2 separate regions of the Drosophila melanogaster genome follow, and region 1 is linked to region 2. Evidence: chromatin contacts called from public HiChIP or PLAC-seq data. All regions are on one chromosome and are shown on one strand. The core of a region is the stretch at or near the end of the contact, and the rest is flanking DNA. Distances in the headings are between cores, read along the strand shown. Region 1 holds the start of Cad96Cb (Cadherin 96Cb). Region 2 holds the start of CycB3 (Cyclin B3).

Evidence for each region. HiChIP or PLAC-seq counts read pairs in DNA pulled down with a chosen protein or histone mark.
Region 1: an H3K27ac HiChIP or PLAC-seq map of the Kc167 cell line shows a contact between it and region 2, with 5 times the contacts expected there. The contact joins the promoter of Cad96Cb here to the promoter of CycB3 in region 2. A contact is called at or near these places in 3 of 107 Hi-C or Micro-C datasets (the D17-c3 cell line and the Kc167 cell line) and 1 of 6 datasets of contacts at active chromatin or transcription factors (the Kc167 cell line).

The regions. Positions count from the first base shown.
Region 1 is chr3R:25,229,329-25,235,296 of dm6, reverse strand. It overlaps Cad96Cb (Cadherin 96Cb), which reads left to right and starts at 2,976. Exons shown (of 6, transcript NM_143098.4): 1 at 2,976-3,136; 2 at 4,337-4,664. The coding sequence starts at 4,604. Sil1 (Sil1 nucleotide exchange factor) reads left to right here. Exons shown (of 2, transcript NM_143099.4): 1 at 1-35; 2 at 99-1,661. The coding sequence ends at 1,252.
Region 2 is chr3R:24,868,876-24,874,580 of dm6, reverse strand. It overlaps CycB3 (Cyclin B3), which reads left to right and starts at 3,765. Exons shown (of 1, transcript NM_001276005.1): 1 at 3,765-5,705. The coding sequence starts at 4,053. It overlaps CG3744, which reads left to right. Exons shown (of 9, transcript NM_170177.3): 4 at 1-478; 5 at 619-1,222; 6 at 1,332-1,643; 7 at 1,705-1,927; 8 at 2,170-2,362; 9 at 2,428-3,379. The coding sequence ends at 2,629.

The sequences.
Region 1 (5,968 bases), core at 1,727-4,226, 360 kb before region 2:
CGTGGCCACCGACGAATGGCAGACGATTGCGGAAGGTTAATGGCTAGCCAGGCTAACTCTCGGATGACGTGTACTAAGTGAGCACTCTATATTTCCAGGTCAAGCTATTCCAAGGGGCCTGCACGTGCGCATCAACCTACAAACGGGGCTCAAGGAAGCCAAACTCTTAGACGAAAGCGAACGTGGCACGTCGCTGCAGAGTCAACCGGATGATCAGAATGCTCGGGAATCTCACGATGACAACGAACCCCTGGCTCTGGACTATAAACCGGACATAATCGAGGAGTCTATACGGCGGGTCAAGGAGCAGAAGAAGAGCTATGCCGAGCTACGCAAAGCGTACAAAGAGTTCCAGAAGAACTTTCGCACCGACGGAGAACTGATCGTCCAGTTAATCGATCAGTTTCGGAACTTCAGCAGAACGCCGCTAGAGTCAGAGATGCGCTCCAAGCTGGACTGCCTGGAAAATCTGGAGTATTTGCTCCATCAGATAGACAATGCCTTGATGTTCATTGATAATGGGGGATTGGATGATGTACTACTGCCCATTGTTGTGAACGATACCAGTACATCCCTGAGAGTGTCGGCCATGCGTGTGTTGGGCTCGCTGGCGAGCAACAATCCCAAGGCCCAGATCAAGGTGTTCGAAAAGAATTTCGGGTCTCATCTGGCTCAGATTCTGACCAGTTCCGGAAATGTCGGTGAGATCTCCGCTGCATTGCACGCCTTTGGAGCCTTGTTGCGGAAATTTCCGCTAGCCCAGCAGCGAGTGCTTTCCACCTCGGGTACACAGGCTCTGATCAAGGTGCTCCAGAGTCCGGATGTGGAGCTGCGGAGCAAGGCGAAGGTAGTGACTCTCATAAGCGACCTAGTGCTGGAGAAGCGGTCAGTGCTGGATGTCAGCAAAGATGATCCCGAAGCCTCATCCACAATGGCGCAATATGTGCTCTTGGACTTCGAGTCGTGGCTGAAAACGCCGGGCTACTGCGCGGCGGTGGACACTGTGCTAACCAAGGAGTTCCTGCTCCTCCTAGAGCAACCGGAGGTGGTGGAACAGTTTGCCACCGCATTGGAGACCACCGAAGATATGTGCACCAGCACGTGGTCGCAAAGTTCCGGTCTCAGGCATGCACTATTAACCGTTCGCAATCGGTATGCCAACAGCACGGACGAGTACCGACTGGAGGTGTCCCAGATTTTGGCCAAACTGTGCGAGAGATTGTTCAACAAGCCCAAGCACACCGAACTGTAATCCTAGCCAATTTACTATGTTATTTATGTTAATTTCATTTAATTGTAAGCTGAGTTGGAATGAAATTCGCAGCCAAACCATAGAATACGATAGCTAAGATGCCAAGTACTTGTGATGCAAAAATAATGCTCTTTGTCATTAACTTAGGATAGCAATCAATCATGCCAAACATCTACAGGATTTTCGTTATCAAATATAGTCTCTTACTTAAGATTATTTTAAGTGTGATTTTTTTTTAATAGGCAGACGATTCACCAACGAGCACATCAAAATAATTATGTTGTTACACGTCATTAAACTAGCAAAAATTTGTATGCTACAGAATTGTTCTCCAAACAGATTATGAATCCTTAAAGCCTTAAGTTCTTGTTTATTGTAGCTACAATAATAAAGCAATGACCTAATGTTTAATTTAGAAATTCTTTCTTAAATCAGTTGACTTCTTTTCAGTGGCATATTCTTAAAATGTAGTGCTAAATTATGAAAGGAAATGTATTTTCAATCAAGAAATCGCATTAGGAGATTGGATATTCCACCCCTATAGAACTACAGACCCATTTAAAGCCCGATAAGGCGAGCATAATCGACCGGGCCATAAAGTAAGTCAAAAGTGTCGGAAGGAAAGCAAAAACGCCGAGGAAAGCATGTCCCAAAAAACCACTTGAAGTTTGAATGTGAGCCAAACGAAGCCACAAGAACAGGGAAAACCTGGCACGGAACTGTACAGGAGGAGAAAGGACATCGGAGCAGGAGAGTGCAATTATGTGCCGGCAAAGTTGGAAGTTGGAGTCGAAGTCCAGCGCGGGAATTACAGCAATTAGCGGCAGTCACATGCAAATGCAATGTCACTGGGGCTGAGTCACGACGGTGGATGGTCGGATAGGTGGAGTGGTAAAGGTGAAGCAGCGCCTGGAAGGGAGCCGGCTAGGACGCCGCCTTGGTTCCCATGGCTACTCCATGCAATGTAAACAGAGAAAAGGGGTTGCAAAGCCGGCTCAGTGGAGCACAACGCAGAGAGGCAGGAGAGGATTCCTGAACTGGAATTCACTCATCAATTCCAATTCCAGCTGGGGCGCGTGCGCAGTGGCGGCGAGCTGTTGTTGTTGTCATGGCACTGCCCCACCGCCGCTACGCTTCCCCCTGCCTCTTGCCGCTTTCCAGCCGAAACGCTTACGCTTGACGAGTGATGTGGAAACATTTTCGACACAAGCGAAAGAGAGGCTTCCACCGTTTAGCCACAGCAGCGGTCAAAATGGTAGGAGCTTGACTGGGAAAGCCTGGTATCCCATCAAGAATTGCAGTTGGACTTATAATATTTTCAATTAGATCAAGTTCGCTTTTTTTGAAATTCTGGGATGTGGTTTCACTTTGTATACAATAATTCAAAAGTTTTTTTTTTAAGATTCTTTGCGACTGTTTTAAAAGCTAAAAGTGAACAAAAATTTCAATTTATGCATCATTTACAATTGTCTACGATAACAAAATAATTTCAAAATTTCAAAAATGGTTTCCCATTTTGAAGGTTTCTTCTGGAGATTCCTTCTGAAAGCGTATGAAAGATCACTATTTTTGTGACCGCGACTGTCGCATGTGTGCATGCATGTTGATAGTGAGCGCACACCGGCTTCACAGGCTGTTGCTGCTTTTATTGCCGTCGGTTGTTAGGGGGCGCGACTTTGGCTACATTATGGAAGGAAAATCAGTTTGTGTTTGGATCGCGAGGCGAGGAGCTCGTTCAGCGCTGCGGAGTACTAACTGAAAGCGTTTCGGCCAACATTGTTCTTTGTCCGTTGCAATCGCGGTCAAAACAATGAAATAACTAACATTTAGTGCACCTGGAAGATAAAGCACGAAAGGATTAAGTGCGTGTTTGTAAAACATAAAGTACAGTGAAGCATATATGTAGTTCAAAGTATAAAAATCAGCATATACTAAGCTGCTCAGTTGGTGATTCCTTTTTATAATATCAGTTTTTTATTAAATGAAGTACTTTCCTTTTCATCTTATTTTATCAGCCCTACTTGCTGTCATTACCGGAATCCATAAATTGTCACCAATTAAATCTCCCATATGCCGTAAATCAGTTAACAGTTTATCCGAATGAAAAACCCCTGGGGAAAACAAGTTCACAGTCTGCGCCACAGGCGAATATCGGAAAATGTAACCGTTTTTACACAGGTGAATGACTTTTTTGTGCGCTTCCGCGGGCTTCCGGTCAAAAAAGCGTTTTCATTTTCGCCATCGGCCAACGGCCAGCTATGCGATTTGTATGCAAATGTTTGTCTGTCCCCCAAACCTCCGGATTCAGCCATCAAACGATGCAGCACGCCTCCCACTCCCCACGCTTTCCTCCCTCATCCTCAAAACACCCGCCCACCTGCTGTGGTATGCCATAAATCCTGTCCAGGAGGAGGAAGCTCCTTTGGCCCGTGTAAACGGGCGTTTCGAATTCTTCCACTCGCTCGAAAATACCGGAACCAAGGAAACAAAAACAAAAACATTGCCACCGTCTTCAGTGGCTGCTGTTGTCTATATACTCTTTAAGTCCATGAGGGTATAACAGACTGATCTTCATACCTATTTTATATGGATGAACTTATTATAATCAATTCAAGGTTGGTAAAGTTCGGATAGGTAAAAGGCGACCAAGAAAGAGTACTCCTAGCTTCGGTTTTGTATCATCCCCTTTTCGCTTGTATTATTCTTGGAGTTCCTGGCGGAATAGAATGCCGCCAATTCCGTTGGTGACAACAATGTGGCAACCGAGCCAGCGACCCCACTCCCGACATCCACCTCCAAACGCGCAACTTGGAGGTAACATGTGTGCGACATTTGCCCCACAACCAGAAGACAATGGTGTAAGGGAGGGGAGGTGGTGTACGAGGGGGTTTATGCTAAAGATGAAGAACAACATTCAGTTGCTAGAAGGTTGGTCGGTGGGGAGTGCTAATGTTCCAGTTGCTTTGGTTTCTGTGCCAGAGTGTTTTGTCTATCTAATAATCTTGTAATAATCTAGAAGACTCCAGTTGCCCCTGTGAAGCCCCCTACATTATCCATTTCAAATTGCCATTTTGCCAATTACAGGGCTAAACAAAGGAAAAGTTGCACATAAATTCAATTCGTTTATGGCACATCACAGATAGACGCAAAGTTATTGCTTAAATAAAAAACACGTACCGGTTAAACAAGGGCATTACAAATGGAGTATGGAAAGTGCTAAAGAACATCAAGTGAAGTGACTGAGCTAAATCTTATTTTCATGATTTGTGTGGAAGTGTTATGTGGCTCTGAACTGAGGAAGCTGAGGAACTATCAACTAACCTAATTGCTAACATAATATCGTTGTACAAAATGCGGATAAATCACCAATGGATATACTATGCGATCTTGTCTCTCTGCTGGTTTAATAAAGGTGAGTCCTTCAAGCGTATTTATGGGGTAGCTATTGAATCGGAATGTTGAAATGTTTGGTAACTCCGGATCCAAGTGTCGTCTTTGATAATCGAAAAACAAACAAAGTAATTAACCGCATGTAACCCTCGAAAAGTAAAAACTGAAAAATAGTGAAATTCCTAGCGAGACTCGATAAACCGAAGAGGAAAGTCGGCGGCAAAGAAAACAAACGGAGACGTCAACGTCGTTCTGGTCCAACGATTTATGACGGATAAAAGCTTTTACCTGATTTACTGGGGTTTTGCCCACCCCCAAATCCCGAAGCCCCATGCCCCCATCGAAATCCCGCCCCCTGGGGCAGCTGTCAAAGGGTTTTACCTTTTCTGGATATGGATACGATACGCAGGCCGATTGTGGTCATGAAGTTGCTCTAGTTTCGAGTTCCATTCAGTGCATTAATCTCGGTTCATTACGTTGTCATACTCGAGTGGTATCGTTACTCCACTTGGGGCATAGAACACATGTGCGTCTTAATGGCTCTTTCACAGTTCAAGTTCTTCCTTAACGGGTTTGCCATATAGCTGGCATAGCTTGACCTGTGCCACAAAGATTGATTGTGAAATACTTATGTCGATGCTTACGATGTTTAACCAGACAGAACTCGCATCTGGCGAGGAGCCACAAGTTGCCGTTTGGAATACCAAAAATAAAAGCCCTATAAATATACCCATACCTATATATGACTATACTATGTATACCTTTGGCCAAAGTCAGTGGCCCAGACCGAGGAGTTTGTCGTTTCGTTGGCGTTTTCATGAAAATCACCAAGCTGAACGGACACTTTTTCTCTTTTTTGGGCTTTCATGCTGTTGTTTTATCAAAAGCAACCAAAACAAACCGAATGAAAATTTGTTTTCTGAACTTTTTGATTGTTGAAACTTTTCTCCAACTCCACCACATCCATATGCACATTCACGTAGTTTTGGCCAAATTTGTTCAGCCGCCACCAACTCACTTTCATTTGTCTTACACTCACCCACTTGGCAAAAAATAAAAATAAAAGTAGAACTTATGCAATCTTTAGGTGGGTATTTGGTTCGCTATTTAATCTCGACTCCATTTGGGTAAAGCTTCGCGGATTTACGCTTCAGATATTTGCGGCTTTATGGATGAGTTTTGGAATTCAATGACTCTAATTAGTCTTGGTTTTTAAATAAAGCGGATTGCATACATGCATTCGTTACTAATTAGTAGGATAGTTGGGTAATTTCATTGCGGGATGGATTCCAGTGCGTAGTCCCGATTTCAGATTACGATTATAAA
Region 2 (5,705 bases), core at 2,516-5,015:
CCGACATGATAGCCTACATCAGTGATTGCGATCTGTTTGTCACTCACACGCTCAGTGGGCACGAAAAGCGCCTCACTTACACGTCCACCGGGCGGCATTCGTATGTGGACGATGCATTGAGTGCCGGTGTGCCCTCTTACGTGATGCAGGAGGAGTTTAGCCGCTACCAAGGCTTCTGGTGGCAGCCACATTCCAATGACGGTATCTACCGCATTGTCTACGAGGAGGTGGATGAATCTGAGGTCTCCGTGTACACGTTTCCATCATCAACGGCAATGCACGGCAGGGTAGACGAGTACCGCTTTCCCCGCACCGGTAGCCCAAACGCCAAGTCCAAGCTCAAGCTGGTTCAGTTCGTACTGAACGAGGCACTGCAGGTCAGCGAAATTGCCATCAAGGATCTGCCCTACTCCCTGTTGGCTGTTTTTAGCTGGTTAGAGTACATTGTACGTGTCGGCTGGACACCGGATGCTAAATAGTAAGTATACCCCTGAATGTGAAACATGTTGCAACCAAATAATTCTGAAATATCTAATAATAAGAAAAAGTTCTTTCGCCTCTATGGAAGCTTGCCAGAAGTTAAATTATAATTGACTGTGCATTCTTTTCACTTGCCAGCGTATGGGTTCAAGGACTGGATCGAAAGCAGCAGCGGCTGGACGTAATCCTTATTCCACTGGACAACTTCTGCGAGTCCTACAGCAGTCAGGTTTCAACGCCGACCGACTCAATAGGCGACCACAGCTGGCGCAGCCTGTACAGTCGCACAATCACGCCACTGCAGGTTATATACACGGAACGCTCGGATAGCTGGATTAATGTGCATGATATGCTTCACTTCCTGGATCTGACGGAAACAAGCGTCACCTTCTTGTGGGCATCTGAGGAGACTGGTTTTCGTCACCTTTATTTGGTGACCGCCAGCTTGTTGTTGAGCCAAGCAAATGGACAGCCAGATCCCGGATCCGTTGGCGCGCAGCCCAGTTTCGTGGATCTATCGGCACTGCAACCGCGCATCCTCAACAAGGTGGCCTTGACCAGCGGAGAGTGGGAGGTGCTGGCCAGGAATCTCTGGGTGGACAAGGCCAACAAGCTGGTGTACTTTGTGGGACTTCGAGATACGCCGCTAGAAAAACACCTGTACGTTGTGAGTCTGGAGCGGCCCGAACACATTCGCCTGCTAACGGAGCCAGGTTACTCATACCTCGTGGAATTCGATGATGTACGTATGATCACTGTCATTATCTAGCTAAAGTGAAAATATAATATTGTGCCCAAATAAGTATGCTATAATTTAGCATTTTAACGATCTTTTCCCAATTTTCTCACAGCAATGCAAGTTGATGCTGCTCGTTTACTGCAACATACAGCGGCTGCCCAGTTGCAAGGTGATGCGCGTTAACCAGACATGCTCGAACGGTGGAGTCAACGGCATTCAGATTTCACTTGTTGGCTATCTCCACGAAGGCGGAAAGCCGGAGCCGCAGTACTGTCCGCAAATTTTCTCGCCGCAGTTGCCGTCGGGAGATATCGTGTATGCCATGGTTTTCAAGCCGCACAATTTTGAGTTGGGTGTCAAGTATCCCACGGTGCTCAATGTTTACGGAGGACCCGAGGTGCAGACCGTGAACAACACATTTAAGGTAGGTTTCACAAAATACAGAGTTCTTTGTCTAACTTCGATGTAATTCTGTATTTTCTTAGGGAAAACATCAATTGCGGATGCATATGCTGGCCGCGCAGGGATATTGTGTCATCTGCATCGACTCTCGAGGATCGCGGCATCGAGGCAAGCGATTCGAAAGTCACATCCGTGGTCGGATGGGTCAGGTGGAGCTGACGGATCAGGTGGATGCGCTGCGGAGCTTGTCTGACCAGTTGGGCTACATTGACATGGATCGCGTGGCCATTCACGGGTGGTCATACGGTAAGTTATCTCGAGATAGGTGATTGACATTGTTATAGTGGGGTATTTCCCACAACTCTGCATACTATTTAATCTAATCAACAAGCAAGTCATTCTGAACTTGCAAGTACACAGACAGAATGAAGATGCCTTATCGGTTTATGAACGTTAAATTAATGCACTATAATGGTTACTTTCAATTGAGGGAACTGGGTAAAGGTAAAGGCATTGCAATAATTTCCATATGGTTGTCATTTCAACAGGGGGCTATCTTAGCCTGATGGGCCTGGTTCAGTATCCGAAAATCTTTAAAGTGGCCATTGCCGGAGCGCCGGTCACCAACTGGGAGTATTACGATACGGGCTACACGGAACGATACATGGATATGCCGCAAAATAACGAGGCCGGTTACTCAGCCGGTTCGGTGCTCGAATACGTAAACTCTTTTCCCGAAGAGTGAGTTCTTAAGCTGGTTCTTAAATTGTCAAATTTTCGAAACATTCATGTTTTCTTTTGTTCAGGGACAAACGCCTGCTGCTCATACACGGCCTGATCGACGAGAACGTGCACTTCTGCCACACCTCGCGTCTGATCAGTGCTTTGAACAAGGCAAACAAGCCGTACGAGGTGCATCTGTTCCCCGAGGAGCGGCATTCGTTGCGTAATCTGGAATCGAATAAAAACTACGAAACTAAATTACTGTCATTCTTGCAAAACTTATGAGATTCGTAAATGTCAACAGCCGAAACAAGATCGCCTGCTTAGGCAGTAAAACTAGACCCGCCCCACGCCCTCGTCCCTTTGCAATAGTTTTTTACATCATTGTCTTTGTTTTTATTTGAATTTTTGTTGTTCGAACTATTGTTTTTATTCGATAAAGAAAATGAGAGAAAACGAAATTTGTATCATATTTTTAGCATACTTAATTTATAAACGTACGCAGTTGTAAGTATAATGGAAAGTTGAATGAATGAAAGTTTACCTGCCACCCAATATTAGACTTCAGATCAAGACCAAGCAGCTTATTGTAATTAATTTATACTTAATGTTCTACAACACACGTCATATACTCTTAACTATGTTTTAATTGTGTTTGATATCCGCAAATGTACATTTTTCCTATCAGTAATTATAAGTTGTGTTTTAGTGCGTATGTACGAGTATGAGTGACTGTATGCGTGTTTTCCACAGAAACGGAAAAAAAAAACCTTAAACTTGTCATGCCTTTGGGGCAGGCCATCAATTAATGTTAGTTCTACGCATGCATATATATATATATATATATATATATTATATATCTCTTCGATAAACCTGACGCAAGTCGTATGCATACTTGATTGAGTTCTTAGAAACCCGCGTTTGGCTGAAGCAACAAAAACTGAATTAAATTTAATATTAATTATGCCTATATATAATCATTAGTTTTACAACTGATACAAGCAAACGTATATATACATATATTTTGTTTAACATTTAAATAAACAGTTGTGTGTAAAAGCAGGTGTTTTACTTTTCTCTCTTGTTTGGATTGATGGGGATTTTTGGGCACTGTTCAATTAATTAAATAAATATATTTAAACAAATTCCTTTCTGTCAGCTGCTCGAGGCTACTTTGATGAGTTTCTTAGTTCCATAAATTTGCAATTGCATATTTAAGCAAACTGCCCAAATAGTTCAATTCACATGTTTTGAACTTCAGACATTTAAATTAGCCGCGCTCTGGAAGACTACCCCCAATGCCTACCTTCACCACAGAGGTGTATTCCAGTCGATTTCCGTTAGGCGACCGAACGCCGCGGTACGGTCACACTGCAGGCCGCATCTGCATCTGGCATCTGGCGGTGTTTTTTTGATTTTTTACTCAGTGCTCTCTATCCCTCCGGCCAAGCGCCATAACTCCACAAAACTCGATCCGGAATTATATTGTGAGTTTGTGTGAATGTCTAGGCTTGATCGAGTCGACAATATCGGCAGTAGCGAACGACTCAAGTTCTAGCCAACACAAAGACCACATTCTGCAAGGAATCCGCTAGCGAGGATCTTGCTGAAACCAAGTGGAAGTGGAGGAGACGAGGACTCCAGGCGCCGCGCACAAGAACACAAACAACAAACGACGAGTGCGCTCACACGCAAACACGCATTCAAAATGGCGCCCACAAAAGCAACAACGCGCGCGGCCATCACAAGCGGGCATCATCAGCTGCAGCAGGCAGTGAATCCCATCCTGGGAGCCCTGGGAGCTGCCACTAGGAAGGGACTGACTCGGAGGGCGGCTGCCACGGGAAACATCGATCCGAATGTGGAGAATATGCAGACGCGCGCCAAACGCAAGGCCGACCACAGTCCAATTAAAAATGACAAAATCAAGCGCTCGGCGCTGGGTAACCTGACCAACAATGTTAAGATCATGACACTGCATCCGGCACAGGATGAGGAGCAGTCGGGCGTGGGCAAAAAGCCAACGGCCCAGCAGCTGCAGGCCCTGATGGATGCTAAGAAACAGGAGAATCTCAGCGTAAATGTCTTTGGCGCCAGTAAGATGACTACGCGCGCCTCCAGTAAAGTGGAGGATTCGGTGGAGAACTGCCACAAAGTGCTCGATAAGCTGGAAGAGGCGTTGGCCAGGCCCAAACCGCGCCCCAAGGCAGTGCCTGCCGCAAAAAAGACCGTTTTGGGGGAGGTTCAGCTACCGGCCATGCCAAATCCTATGCAGATTCCCGTTTTACTGCCGCCCACGCACAATCTGGCTGCTCCCCAGGTTGCCGCCGTCAAGCCAGTTCGTCGGATCTCCAATGACTTCAACAAGACTGAGGACAGCCTGTACATGTCCGCGCTGGAGGATGTCTCCAGTTGCGACTCCATGCGGCTGTCTGGAAACTTTGAGGCGGCGCGACGTCGCTCCGCCAAGTTGCAGCAAAAGACTGAGCAGCAGCCACAGCCGCTGTTGCTGACACTCCCAGAGACTGCTCCAAGCCAGGTGGTGCCCATTCCGCCAGTGCCCGAGGAAGTAGAGGACTTCGACCGCAAGAACTGGGACGATCCCTTCCAGGTGTCCCACTACGCCATGGATATATTCAACTACCTCAAAGTGCGCGAAGCGGAATTCCCCATTGCCGACTATATGCCCAGGCAGATCCATCTGACCACCTGGATGCGCACCCTGTTGGTCGACTGGATGGTGGAGGTGCAGGAAACGTTCGAGCTGAACCACGAGACTCTGTACCTAGCGGTTAAGATCGTCGATCTGTATCTCTGCCGCGAGGTGATCAACAAAGAGAAGCTGCAACTTCTGGGCGCCGCTGCCTTCTTTATTGCCTGCAAGTACGATGAGCGACAGCCGCCGCTTATAGAGGATTTTTTGTATATCTGCGATGGTGCTTATAATCACGACGAGCTGGTGCGAATGGAGCGGGAGACGCTGCGCGTTATCAAGTACGATCTGGGCATCCCGCTCTCGTACCGTTTCCTGCGCCGCTATGCCCGATGCGCCAAGGTGCCTATGCCCACGCTGACCCTGGCTCGATACATCCTGGAATTGTCGCTCATGGATTACGCCAATATTTCGTTCAGTGACTCGCAGATGGCTTCGGCCGCACTGTTCATGGCACTGCGTATGCACGGCGGTCCGGGGCAGCTGGACAAGCAGACGTGGACATCGACGCTTATCTACTACACCGGCTATCAATTGGCGGACTTTGCTGAAATTGTGACCGCGCTCAATGCAGGACTGCATCGCAAGCCACGGGCCACCATCAAGACGATACGGAACAAGTACTCGCACAAAATATTCCACGAGGTG